2 separate regions of the Zea mays genome follow, and region 1 is linked to region 2. The links are chromatin contacts, called in public Hi-C maps. All regions are on one chromosome and are shown on one strand. Each heading gives the region's core, a stretch centred on a gene start, on an enhancer-like site or on the middle of the called end of the contact. The rest is flanking DNA. Distances are from core to core; before and after follow the strand shown.

Region 1 (7,209 bases), core at 2,522-5,021, 440 kb before region 2:
TCTTCAAGGTTAACGTCATCCAAGTTCTTGGGTTTTTTCCCAGATTTATCAAAAAGTGGATCATTAGACCCATGAATTTGAACAGAGGCTCTCTTGCCCAAATTCACAGAATCATCATTCCATCCTTCATCACAAATAGATTCAATTCTAAAGAAGATATCATAGAGAAAAGGCTTGACAGCCACTTCCACCACTGGGGGAATCATCGCCACACTTTTAATGTGAATTTTAAATCTCACAATGTCATCTGAATCCAGGGACATAAGGTCAACTTCCTCAACTGCACCAATCATTGAACCAATTTCACAGATAGACTGGTAGTTCTGCAATTCCTCAGGAACATTTTCAGCAATAACCCACACAGTATGAAGCCTGGATTTAGGTTTGGCCCTAGAACTCCAAGGCACAACAGCAATCTTGGCCCCAGACATCTTCATTTTAAGCTCCGGGAAGCTTATCATTTCCTCAAGACGTTCTTGGGAGGGGAACTGCATCAGAAACCCCGAATGGCACTTAGTAGCTTTCCACCTCTTGTTCCAAGGGAAGTGAAAACTGAAATCCCTCTCAAGATATTCAGCCGAGACTAATCCCTCAATCACTTTAACCAGACCGATAAAAACCCTCTTTGGTTTTTTGATCAAAGGTTTAGCGAAATGAGACAGATAAAACCCTAATCCATCAGCAGCCAAACCAACAATGGGCATGGTGGGTTTGTTCTGCCTAGGAAGAACACAGCGGGCTGTGACATGTGTTTCCTTACGGCAAATATCACACCACAAAGCGTTAAAACACTGTCTGGCATGATGACCTCCAGCACCACATTTCTGACAGAACGCAGGACGAACAAGATCAAGATCTTTCTTCAAAGGAACAGGAGAGACCGCTGGGTTACCTGGTTGAGATCCCTCACCAGGATTGGGGGACAACACCCCCTCCTGCTGTTCAGATTTGCCAACGTTCGGCTTCAGCTTCCAGCTTAGGTTTCTTGGTCTGTTCCAAGAATGAGAACCTTGCGGCTTCTCCATCGGACCCCAACGATCCCATTGGGAGTTCTGAGGATTCTTTCCTTTCGGATCCATAGTAGAGATTTTCGAAGGACTTCGAAAACCGCCAGACCCCAGAAGCGGCCACTCCTCCTCAACCACCGGCGGCCGAAAAGGCGAAACGCACCAACCTCCGCCAAAACTAGATCTCACCGAAGACGGGAGAGACCAGAGGTGCGAGAGAAAGGCGGCGCAGTGAGGAAAAGAATACGCACCAACAAAATCCGGAGGAAACCCTAACGATGGAGAGGGGTTTACGGGCGGAGAAGACAGCGAACGAGACGACTCACGCGTGAGGGGAAGCAGGCGAGAAGGGAGCGGCGTGACGCCTTGATTCCATCCGATCCAAGAAGGACGCCAATCCAGGGACCGCTTCGGCGCCTGAGCCGGGATACTGTATCCCTGGGCCAAGGAGAGGCACGAAGGAAGCGGCCCAACAGCAGGAGACCGCGCCACACGACACTGCGAACCAAGCGAAGGGGAGGGAAGGGCGCTGGAGGAAGAAGAACCGGCCCAGGGGACCGAGCGCCATTTTTTCTTTTTCCCCTTACGACTCATCCTCCCCCTGTTTCGAATGGGAATAGAATCTAGGTCCCGGAATTTACAGAATACACCCTGAACTTATTTAAAAATATATCTAGTCGTCCAACAGTAATTAAATATTGGTAAATTGAATATATAAATCAATTTTTAGTATGAAAATAATTGCTAAAACTTGTTTAATTTACATCTTCCACGTTTTAGCTCCGATTTTAGTGGTTCTCGAACCCACGGTCTCGTCTCGACGCGTAGAATATTCTTATGCAGTTTGTTCTCATGTTTGATGTAATGTTATTTTTGTTCATTGTTTGCCTATATATATGTTTTGCTACGATAGAAGCGAGGTTACGACAAGGAACCTGAAGATCAAATTGGAGAAGTACCTGGAGTTTGCACCAAAAAGGCAAGTTGTGTCCTTGATCACATTCTTTAACCTAATAATGTTCATTATTCTTAATCACCGTGACACTGTTAGGTTAAGCTGATGGGACCTAATAGGTTACCTAGATTTGTTTACCCTGCACCTTGTGTACAAATGAATTATTGGGTAGTCTTGCTAGTGCTCTACCTGGTTTTTGGGCTAATGATACTATGATTCATGACCATGTTCCAATATGATTTATTATTGTTGGTTATCTATTATTGTTCATGATAAGATCATTTTGTTAACTGGAACATGGAGAACCACCCGAGAAAACAGTGCTACCATAGGGGTGGAATGGGACGCCCTTGGCTAACTAATTAGGAAAGCTAGTGGAGGACTACCTTACCCGAAAGGGGCAAGGGCGGTAGAGGAGTTGCCGGTATAGGGAGGTTCTCGGGTCAATCATGCTGCGATGGCTTTTTGGACGAGGGATTCCTGTATCGCTCTTCTCATGAAACTGTAGCGGGTTTTCTGAAGCTAGTGGAACTTTGTAAAGGCCTCGTAGTGATACCCTGCCTCGTCTCCTCGGTAGAGATGTATGGGATTCATGACCCCGTGGCAAATGGGTAACACGACTTGTGGGTTAAGATGTGCAACCTCTGCAGAGTATAAAACTGGTATATCAGCCATGCTCACGGTCAAGAGCGGCTCGGACCCTCACATGAGTAAATTATGGAACTAAACTCAATTTGACATGCATTGCATTGCATTGTGGGATTTATTACTAATTGTGATCAATTATTTAACTGGGATGGTATATACTTATACTTAGTAACTGCTAATAAAATTTTGACCAACTTATTAAAAGCAATGCTCAGCCTTAATCATTCTCTTTGGTAAGCCTTACACTACACTATTTCCCACAACTTGTTGAGCGATGACCGTATGGGAGCTCACCCTTGCTAAACTCCCCAGGTTAAGAACAGGTGCATCCAGAAGTGGAGGAAGACTCTGATGAAGATGAGTTTGGAGAGATCTAGGCCATCGTCTCCCAGTCAACTAGGGATTGTGGAGGATCGTCGTCGCCATATGGTGTAATATCTTTTAGTTATTTTGTACAGAATTTCTATTAAGTAATAAAGATATGACATTGATTTCTGTACCATGAGTCATCATATGTGTGAGACTTGATCCCGTCACGCATTTGATTCGCGCCCGGGTTTGCCCCTAAATCCGGGTGTGACACTAATGATACGAGGTGCTGGGCTGCCGGGGCAGCAATGAGTCCGTCTGGCCGGAGGCGTGGGCTGTGGCGCGTCGTCGACCGACCGATCGCTGAGACACCTTTAGATGGTCTCCGGTAGACTGGGTAAAATAGGGGACGCGAGACTGTTTAACACTGTTTGCAGAGTGAAGTTTGAAATAGGAGATGAGATGGGGAATGTGATAAGGAATCTGCTGGAGATAGCCTTACCTGGTCTGCTCAGGCTCTCTACTACGTAAAAGGAAAAAGATGAGGAGCATGGATTCACCAAAGATGTAAAGAAGTACTGTAACTAAAGATGCTGGCTGCTGCATACTGCAAAAGACCACATACCAGCTGGGTATAAAGGAGTAAAGTGCTGCATAAAGGGCTCGGGAACTGCAGTTACAATGATCGTGCTACGTGACGTGACATAAAATGCATGCGAGTCGGTGTTCTACCGTTGACGCAGGGACGAAAGACGCAGACGCAGACGCAGATCCAAAGCCATATACTACACCGTGATTGCATCTTCCTTTCCCTGTAGCCTGTAGCCTGTAGGGTAACCAGAATTCAGTTGCCGCCTTAACGTGACCCCCCCAAAGAGCAAGCCCAGCAACGTACTAGTAGGCCTCATCCTTGTTGGGCTGGTCTCAGCCTGAAACGCCATTGCTGAGCCCGGCCCAACCCATTAATTTTCGCCTCCCGATCGCAATGTTTGGTTTCTCGTGTCGAATGGTAAGGATCAGATATACCCCGTATATGATACCTAAGAGTTTCTCAAAAAAAAAAAAAAAGATACGATACCTAAGAAACATAATGATGCAGGCATGATTAGTTTTCTATCTCACTATATTAATTTTGTGACATAAATATTAGTTTTTCCCTAGAAAATTCGATAAAAAAAAAACTCGGGTTGCGGGATAGACGCCCCCGAGCTATTTTAATTTAGGACTAGTTTGGGAACACCATTTTTCCAAGGGATTTTCAATTTTCCAAGGGAAATTAGTTCTATTTTCCCTTGGGAAAATAGAAATCCCTTGGGAAAATGGAGTTACCAAACTAGCCCGAGAAAACCCCCAGCGCTATCTCCGCCCGCACATGATCAAACTACACAATTTTACTCTGGACAACTTCGAGGCTAATTTATTCATAAATGGGGTCATGAAGAGATAATTGGCGTGAAAGTTGAGGTTCTAAGTTATCTTTTTTAATAATGGCAAGGTAAATTTATGGTTACTTTATTATTCACAACGCAAAGTTTAGGCCTATGTGGTTAGTTTAAGTTATTTCAGTAAAGAAAAGTGGATAGTTTAGACATGAATCCTGAGTCCACCAAAATGATGGACGGATGTTTCAGTTTTAGCGAGAATGTTAAGGAGTTGTCTCAAAGAAAATGTATAATTAGTTCATGAGAAATAACATCAAGGCTCACGTGTCCCTGATTATAATAGATTAATAGTAAGACTGCTCAATTATGAGACCTGACAACTTTTCCAATTACAAAAGGATATAGTATCAAGCTTTGCTGTAGAACAAGCTTTGCTGTCAACACTTTTGTTCTCCCTAAAATTAGTCATATCTTTAGCATATACTTATGGTGATCTTGTCTGACTGTAGTATCAAGCACACTATCAAGTGAGTTCTGCACTAAAACTATTTTTGCTACAACTTGACAACATATTTGGAATGCAATAAATTTTATGAAATCATACAAGAATTTCATAGAAATCAGTTCAATTTTCACAAGAAAAGTACAGGATTATGAAGAAACCCTGCATTCCAATTGGGTCCTAAATTGATAAGTTGTCATATTTGGTGGACTTCGCCACACTAAAAAGGAAAAGAACCGAACAAGCTAACAACATAAGTTTTTCAGTACACAACACAATGACAATGCAACATTACCACTACAATTATCCAATAGCCGAACTGCATAGGTTTCATGTTATCAAGTGCATTAGTTGGCCTGTGCACGTTTCACAAGATCTTCTAGCCTCCTATCTGGGTCGTGACATTCTTGAGCTTCTGCGAGCAACGATGAATGTGGTATCGTTGATGCCCCTGTTAACAAGTGTACCATTTCAAGAGCTTGCATTCTAAGCTTTGTTGGATAATCCTTCACACATCCAATTCTGGGCCCAGCTCCAGTGCTCCATTTGAGGGATAACTTGAGGCCAAGCTGATAAGATTCAGTCTCACTCTTGGATTTAATCCTCTCAAGAATTGCCTTCTGGGGGACATCAGTGCCTTTGGGGTTGTGCAGACCACCTGATAAGGTTCTATGATATGTTACCTTTGCTCGTTCTATTGGAGCATCCTTTCCTTCATCGCCTTCCTTTGTGTCTGAAGAGAGAATCAATTGTGGAGGATTGGTACCAACAATGATGTTTTGTGTTTCATTAGGCATTGAATCATTATGGTAGTCTCCTTTCTTGAATGGTCGCATCTGAATAACCAAAATCAGCACCATATATATAATAAAACCATCTAGGCGGACATGTATAGGTAAGTCAAAGTTATGGTTGCATTGGTGTACCTCAATTTCTTTGAGATTAACTCCATTTTCTTCTAGAAATTTCATGAAATTATTGAGATCCTCTGTGCTTGGTTTGTAGTGACCACTATATGCCCAGATAGACTGATCAAGATAAGATAGTAAAAATAATCAGAATTGGACATGTAAATAAACACAAGGACAAGGAAAATATGAAAAATAATATTATCATTTTCTCCTGGCCGAAAAGGAAATAGGGAAAAAAATGCAGATGTTCTATTGTTCATTAGCTTGATAAGTAGCTAATCAAAAAGTACAGTAAGAAATATACCCACATATCTTTATGCTATTCTAACTCTAGAAATCACATCATGTATTTTTAGAAAATTCACTAAACTTAGGTAAATATTGCATATAACCTAGAAAATGTATAAATAGATGTGAAATCAAGGAATAACTAGGAAAGAAATACTAGGATGGGAGGGAGGGCGGATAGCACTATGTTACATATAACAATATGATAGCAGTAAAGTTTCTTGAACCAAGAATTAATTATATCACAATAAAATACCAGTTTTCATAGGGCATTATTGTAGAACAATACTACCTTGATTACTCCAGCTTTTACAGTAAACTTCCCAGCCGCTATGGTTGCACCTCCTGACAGAAAGCTGGAGTGTTGAAATACACCTTTCTCCTTCTGGATGAATAAATTAGGTTACATAGATATATAGAGATCCAAATCATAAGCTAAAACAATATGATTAAAGACTATTTCTTAGCAATGTGCGCATGGAAGTCCTTGTAAAAGTAGACAATCTACCTTGCCAGCATAAAGTCTTCTTGCTGTGCTCATGACAAAAATCCAATAAGCATCTTTAGGACCCTTGCTTGTATCAAGTGGTTCTCCAGATTGCTTATGGATAACCTTTCCCTCGTTAATAATGTATTCATAGAGCTCACGTTCTTTCTGCAAAACATTTTCGAAATATATGAACTTACAACCAGTTGCCAGTAGGTTTACTATAAACAAAATGAAGATTTGGAATTCACTTTTCTAGTTCTTGGTATTGTGTTGTTTTTGAACTCGAATGTTTTTATATTTGTCATGATACGTACGGCCAAGATATGCCCAATTATATTCATGTTTCTTGTGTAACAACAATCGAGACTTGATGTCTTTTAAATTGCAGCTTGTATACAATATAATATAATAGTAATAACAATATTAAAAAAACCAACAAAAGTTTGTAGAGCATGAGATATTTTTTTATTGATGACTTATGTCTATACTAAGTATTGGAATGTGAACCCATAACCCTAACAGGGGTTGGGTGATATATTAATAGACTGAGTGAACTGGGCCAGGCCCATTACAGAGGGGTGAGAAGGTCATTACACGAGGAAGACTCCAAACCCTAAACGGGTATTCTAACACCCCCCCGCAGTCACAACTCTATCCTGTACAGATGTTGAGACTGGATCGAAAGTCTAAAAATACACTCGACGGTAACCCCTTGGT
Region 2 (7,254 bases), core at 732-3,231:
TTTAACTCAGCTTGTATGATGTGTTCAGCAGTTTGATGCGAAATTATGTTGAACTAAATTATGATTCAGTAAATCTTCTTTATTGCACACTTGTGACTAGCTTATTCTACAATATAGGGAAATACTGAGGAGAGCAAGAACAAAGGAATTTGACATTAACATTTCTACAGTATTGCTCTTCTAGCAATGCTTCTTTAAAACTACTAAAATTTGTCACTTAGTCAGGAATAACTGTTCAATTCTAACTAGAAGATGCAATGCTGCCATTGATATTGCTCACTGGATTTGAATGATTCTCAAATACAAGAATTGTCTTTGTTTTCTTCTTATTTGCAATATACATGCTGTAGAGTTTATTGGATCCTTGCATCGCTGCCTCCATGGGAGCAAGGGGAGACCACCGGTGGAAGCACACCGATTAGTTATAGCCAGGTGATTGGCAGTTTGGCACACCCTTCCTGTTTATCTACTACTTAAAACTTGCTTCATATATTAAGTCTGAGTTACTGGATTTGATTAGGCAAAATATTTCTTAACAACCAGCTAGATAGGGACTGGAACTATTCCAGAATACATTCCAAACCATGACAGTCAGCCTGTAAAGATGTAGCACTCATTACTCACAGTTCAGCTAACAAAAAAAATGGAGAATTCTGACAAATTCTTGTGATTTGTATTTTCAACGGTATTTCTGTCTTTGAAGCAGTAAAAATACATTATTTAAAAAAATGCACAACAGGAGCATCATATAGCACATGATACTCAGATACATACAAGGATTTTTTTTAAAAAAAAAAATTTACCTTCCTAGATCCAACGAGGCGCCTGCGTTAGTATTGGAGCCGCACTTTTGGTTTCATTCTCAGAAGTCACAACATGACAAGGTTCTTTCTGTGATTGGAGTCTAGTTTGCAACTTTTGGAGTGGTCACTGAGTGGTGAACAAATGAGATTGAGGCGGTAACGATAGTGAGCAGGAGGAGAACCTTCAGCACGATGGCGAGGCAGGCGGCATGGAGTGGGGACACAGCTCTCATTGCTATGACCATCATCAGATAGAGTCCGAGAAGTACAGTGGAGAAGAAGATGAAGCCAGCCAGCTGCGGTGACCGGCCGTACCATGTAGGAGTCGTATCCCATGATCCCGGTTACCAGGCCACCACAAGTGGCAATGCCGTTTGATATGTCGAATAAATGGTTCAAGTAATGATTCTCTTGATCGCCGATGTCGCCTTGTGTATTGCCATCATTGGTGGTGAAGGTGGGCAGCACATACTTCTTTACTGAATGCTGAAACTTTGGTTGAAGGAGAGTGACAACAAGGATCAGGCACACCACGAGGAAGATGGCGAAGGCGTAGCATCCGTTGAATGGGACAGTCAGAAGGCACAATGCCACTTGTAGGAGGAGGCATGAGATGCAGACCAAGGCATTGCCCCAATCAGGCGGATTTATGTAGAGTACTCCATTGATGATGAAGAAGACAATAATATCAACCACAAACAGTATCTTGATGGTGATTGATGTTAGTGAAGAAAGATTCATGTATGCGGAAAACAACATGGCGCAAGCGAACAACAGGGCCTTCAGAGTGTAGTTGGGCCAACTTTTCTTTCGATGTTCGAGCTGAACCACTGCGGTACCATTGCCATACATCACCTGCATTTTTTTTTGGGAAAAAAACAATTTTATTAGTCTTAGATATGTTGAGACCAATCGACAACTATGTACGACTTTATTTAATCCATAATTTCATATTACTCCATCCGTCACGAAATAAATTAATTGTTAGAACCAACTTTAAGTCAAATTATTTTTAAGTTTTACCAAATTTATATTAAGTGGTTACAATATTTTATGTATAAAAAAACTATGAATTTTTTTCTATGTAAAAAAATCGCACAGGAGTCAGACGTCTGGATCTGGAGTGCACATGCTCTGGCCCGAAACGGATTTAGCAGCTTCAGCGATTGGCAGGCCCTCGTACATGATTTCCTTGACTTGAGCGATCTTGCTGGACCGCTCGTTGCTTTGCACCTTCTGTTGGACCTGGGCCCAAACCGAAAAATGGAAAGAAAACAGCTGGAATTATTTTTTTAATGTCAGCTGGAATTAATATATCCGGCTATATAAATGTCAGCTGGAATTATTGATTTTACAATACATCAAAATCAGTATGGACCGTCTATCTTTTTTTTTGTCTAATCCATAGTTTCATATTAGTTATTAGCACTTAATATCCTCAAGTATTGCCACTAGGGTATGGCGGCATGCCAAGGCAGACAGTCCTTTTAAACAAAATTTATTACTACTCCCTCTGTCTCAAAAATAAAGAAAGTCTCGTTTTCCAAGGAGTCAAACAATCCTAAATTGGAGTAGATTAAAAAAATAGTATCACCATTTTATCTTTATATTGCACCGGGGCTAATAGGTTTTTTTAGTTGTACCCATCTGGTAGGTTTTTAGTTGGAGTACCCATCTGGGAACCACACAATAGTTTAAGTACCTAGCTGGTAGGTTTTTTAGTTGGAATACTTATTTGGGAACCACACAATAGTTTAAGTACCTACGGTACAATTTACTCTAAGTTTATTATAAAGTTATATTTTATATTAATCTAATAATGTTTATTATACATCATGAGTATATATTCCATTAAACCCGACATTGTTTGGCTTGTTTTTTTTTGGAGCGGAGAGAGTTTTTGTCATATAAATAGTGAAAGGAAAATGGCCTTAACCATTTTCTATGAATGATTTTGGTGCTTGATGACCATCACAACCAAATGGACTAACTGGTTTGTCTAGTCTTTGATTCACAGATGCATAAGTCCACTCAACTCAGTTCTAAGTCAGAAATAGCTCAAAACCAACCTTAGAGGGGTAAATCTTGGAAAACATAAAGATCATCCAGTTTCACACCTTGGATAAGTTACACATACCCTAAGAACCTATTTGATACATCAAGACTGGTTGGAAAGCTCAATTTCGAAGAATCAACCTTTTGGAGCTAGTTTGAGCAAAATCAAAGTCACAAGTTGGAGAAAAGAAAGAGTTCAAGAATTGGGACTTAGACCAGTTGGACAGTCAGCAAATATGATTGTCTAAGTCCTAAGATCATCCTCAAAGAAGGCCAAATTAAATTGAAGAAGCCTAGAAGAAAAGATGGATTTTGGAGTCCTGACAGAGGGGCACCGGACTGTCCGGTGGGTGCCCAAAAACAGATCAGAAGAAAGCCCGAGAAGTCTCCTGCGCTGAGGAAAGCATCGGACTGTCCAGTGTTCACCGGACTGTCCGGTGGGAATTATAGCAACAGCCAACCGAACTTCTCACCTTCGGGAAAATCTTCAGCAGAGGGCACCGGACTGTCCGGTGTGCACCGGACAGTCTGACGAGAGCTGTAACGGACACCTGCAAGCGACCAGAACGGCTTCCTGCTGTCAGAACGGCTTCTGACAGCAGCACTGTGCACTGTCCGGTGTGCACCGGACATACACTGTAGAGTGTCCGGTGCACCACCCGACAGAAAGTTATGGCTTTCTCTCCAACGGCCATTTGAGTGGTTGGGGGCTATAAATACCCCCCAACCAGCTCATTCAATACACAAGACCTACTCCCACCTTCCATACTTCAAGTGCAACATCTCCAAGTATTCGCAATTCCCGCGCCGCATTTGATCATTTTGAGTTTGAGTGACTTAGCGGCTAGAGCATTTGAGTATTGCAAGGTCTTGTGATCATTTGAGCTTTGATTGTTCTCTCTTTCTCTCGCTCTTATTCTCTCAATTGTAAAGTGAGGCAAGAGGCTCCGGAACTTCGTGTGGAGGCCCTTGCGGGACTTGGTGTCCCCGAGATAGTGAAGCAAAAGCTCAACCGGTCTTCGTGACTGGTTGAGAGAGGGAAGGGTTGAAAGAGACCCGGTCTTTGTGACCTCCTCAATGGGGACGTACATCCTTCGGGGTGGAACCTTGGGAAACAAATCGCCGTGTTCATTTGTGTCAATCAATACTTTGCGATTTGCTTCTTCTATCTACCCTCTCTCTAGTTCTCTTGCCCGTGATCATTTTTGAGTTGGCTCCCAAAGTTATCCGTATTGATTGAGCAATTCTTGGCAAGACGAACATTCTTCCGCACTCTGATTATACTTATTCTCGTTCTAACCCTAACCTCAGATCAAGTTTGTGTTCAAAGTTTGTAATTTTTAGGTTTCGCCTATTCACCCCCTCTAGGCGACTTTCAATTGGTATCAGAGCCCGGCACTTCATTAGAGTCTAACAACTCGAAGTGATGTGGGTGAACACGCCAAGAACGAGAAGGCGACGTCGGGGGAGAAGATCGAGCCTTCGGGTGCCAAGCACGAACGCAAGACTTCATCAAGAGAGAAAGATCCATCCGGCGACAAGCACAAGCATGAGGAGCGAAAGGAAGAATCCGCCGGCTCCACCAAGTCGCACAAGAAAGATGGCAAGAAGAAAAAGAAGTTGAGAAAGGTGGTCTACTACGAGACCGACTCCTCCGCGCCATCGACATCGGACGCCGAGTCAATCTCCTCCAAGCATCACAAGGATAAAAAGAGTAACAAAATTCCTTTTCATTACCCTCGCATTTCTAGACATGCCAATCTCATTTCCATTCCCTTAGGCAAGCCACCATATTTTGATGGTGAAGACTATTCTATGTGGAGTGATAAAATGAGGAACCATCTAACCTCACTCCACGAAAGTATTTGGGATATTGTTGAGTTTGGTGTCCAGGGTCCACAGGTTGGAGAAGAAGGCTATGACTCGGATGACGCCGCACAAATCCGGCGATTCAACTCTCAAGCCACCACCATCCTCCTCGCCTCATTATGTCGAGAGGAGTACAACAAGGTGCAAGGCTTGAAAAGCGCCAAGGAAATATGGGATGTCCTCAAAATGGCGCATGAAGGTGACCGCGTCACCAAGATCACCAAGAGAGAAACGATCGGGGGAGAACTCGGTCGGTTTACTCTCAACAAAGGAGAAGAGCCACAAGCAATGTACAACCGGCTCAAGAAGATGGTGAACCAAGTCCGCAACCTCGGGAGCACCAAGTGGGACGATGAAAGGGAAATGTGCCCTTGGGCCATTTCTAAGTGTTTTGGTGATTAAGTGCCCAACACATCACTTTGAACTAACATGCCTTCTATGAGTATGAACATAGGTATAAAGAAAGCAAATTGAAGTGATCAAGTCCAAATGAGGTGAAATGGAGGACTAAAATGCAACTTGTTCAAAATCAATATGGAAATGGGGTTTGAGTATCTGGATAAGTTACATACACCCTCACCTATATTTTTCAGCACTTTGTTTTAGCTACTGACCTTGTTGTGCAAAGAAAGTGCATTTTGGACTTGAGATGGAGCATATTGCAAAACCTTTGGAGAGATGGATAAAGGTAACTCAACAAGTCGAGCAAAATTGAAGAAAACAAGTTTGGCAAAGGTTGGCCAAATTTGGCCAAGTCTGGACAGCACCGGACTGTCCGGTGCCCTGCCCGATCAATGGTCAACTCGAGGGTCAACTCAGCGGCCGTACTGACCGCTCTCGGGAAAAGAGCCAGGCGACGTGGCTATAATTCACCGGACTATCCGGTGTGCACCGGACTGTCCGGTGAGCCAGCCGGCCAACGGCTCTCGCCAGCGCCAACGGTCGGGCGCAATCAACGGCGGCCACGTGGCGGGCGCGTCGCCAGCGCCAACGGTCAGCAGGTTGCACCGGACATGTCCGGTGTACACCGGACTGTCCGGTGCGCCAGGCGCGACTCAGCTGTCAACGGTCGGCTCGTCCCAGTATGGAAGGAAATCGGCATTGTGCAGTGTCCGGTGGTGCACCGGACTGTCCGGTGCACCACTGCGCAGAAGGCAAACAGAGGCCTTCCAATTGGAGGAGCAACGGCTCCTTGGCCCCTTGGGGCTATAAAAGAGGCCCCTAGGCGCCTCTACCTGATATCCAAGCACACTTTGAGCACACAACAACTCCGAGACTCCGCAACCACGCTGTTGAATTGCTAGAGAGAGATTTGAGCGCGTTCTTGAGTTGTAACTCTGTCGTTTTCATTCGTGCGCTCTTTCTCTTCGCTTGTGTGCGTGGTGTTGCTGCATTTGTGCTTTTGTGTGCGTTGCTACTCCCTCCTTACTCTTGTGTTGATCGAGATCATTTGTGTAAGGGTGAGAGACTCCAATTTGTGGAGATTCCTCACAAACGGGATTAAACTATAAGGAAGATAACTGTGGTACTCAAGTTTGATCTTTGGATCACTTGAGAGGGGTTGAGTGCAACCCTTGACCAAAGGAGGTCACCACAACGTGGATGTAGGCATTGGCCAAACCACGGGATAAATCGCTTTGTCACTTTGTCCATTTACTTTATTGCGATTATTGTTCTTCCTAGCTCTTTACTTCACTTCAATAATGCTCTAAGTTTAATACTCACCTTGTGAGAGCAATTAAGTGAAGAAGTCATCTTTCTCCTCTCACTCTTCTCATTCGAACTTGGTTTAGTTTTCACTAATCCATTTTAGACCAAGTTTGTTTTGTTTAGAGTTGTTTTTACAGGATCACCTATTCACCCCCCCTCTAGGTGCTCTCAATTGGTATCGGAGCCGTTCTCTTCATCAAGGGACTAACCGCCCGAAGAGATGGATCCTAAAGGCAAGGGGAAGGTGACCGAGGAGACGGAGAAGGAGACCGTCAACAACGAGCCAAAGGGTGAAGAACTCATCGACTCAGGCTCAAAGAAGAATGACGGGAAGAAGAAGAAGCGCATCAAGAAGATCGTCTACTACGACAGCGACGACTCTTCTTCTTCACTAAAGGACGACGACGACTCTTCCCCCAAACAAAAGACGGTTAAACAAAACTATTCTCAGATGTCTTTTGATTATTCCCGCATTCCGTACAATTCAAATGCTAATTTTTTTGCATATTCCTCTTGGAAAACCCCCTCATTTTGATGGAGATGATTATGCTTGTTGGAGCCATAAAATGCGTCATCATCTTATTTGTCTTCATCCTAGCATTTGGGAAGTAGTAGAGAATGGGATGCATTTTGATAGTAGTGATAATGCTAATTTCATTCATGAGCAAATTCACAAAAATGCCCAGGCTACTTCTGTGCTTCTAGCATCTCTATGCAGGGATGAATACAACAAAGTAAGTGGCTTGGACAATGCCAAGGAGATATGGGACACCCTCAAGCTCGCTCATGAGGGAAATACCGCCACAATGATCACCAA

What was found. A called contact is a pair of places that touch in the nucleus more often than the background predicts.
Region 1: a Hi-C map of tassel shows a contact between it and region 2, with 2.4 times the contacts expected there. The contact joins two enhancer-like sites. A contact is called at or near these places in 3 of 25 Hi-C or Micro-C datasets (ear, endosperm and tassel).

What each region holds. Positions count from the first base shown.
Region 1 is chr6:19,281,968-19,289,176 of Zm-B73-REFERENCE-NAM-5.0, reverse strand. LOC100273114 (putative calmodulin-binding family protein) reads right to left here. Exons shown (of 9, transcript NM_001147563.1): 6 at 6,511-6,657; 7 at 6,295-6,387; 8 at 5,730-5,831; 9 at 4,935-5,639. The coding sequence ends at 5,151. Among protein-coding and RNA genes, the nearest start is that of LOC100273114, 12 kb to the right of the region's middle. Within about 2 kb of position 3,771, at least 15 of the 20 cell types and tissues checked have an H3K27ac peak or open chromatin away from gene starts, as enhancers often do. A contact at or near this core is called in ear and tassel, where this site is marked.
Region 2 is chr6:18,838,213-18,845,466 of Zm-B73-REFERENCE-NAM-5.0, reverse strand. No RefSeq gene overlaps it. Among protein-coding and RNA genes, the nearest start is that of LOC103629050, 7.5 kb to the left of the region's middle. Within about 2 kb of position 1,981, at least 12 of the 20 cell types and tissues checked have an H3K27ac peak or open chromatin away from gene starts, as enhancers often do. A contact at or near this core is called in ear and tassel, where this site is marked.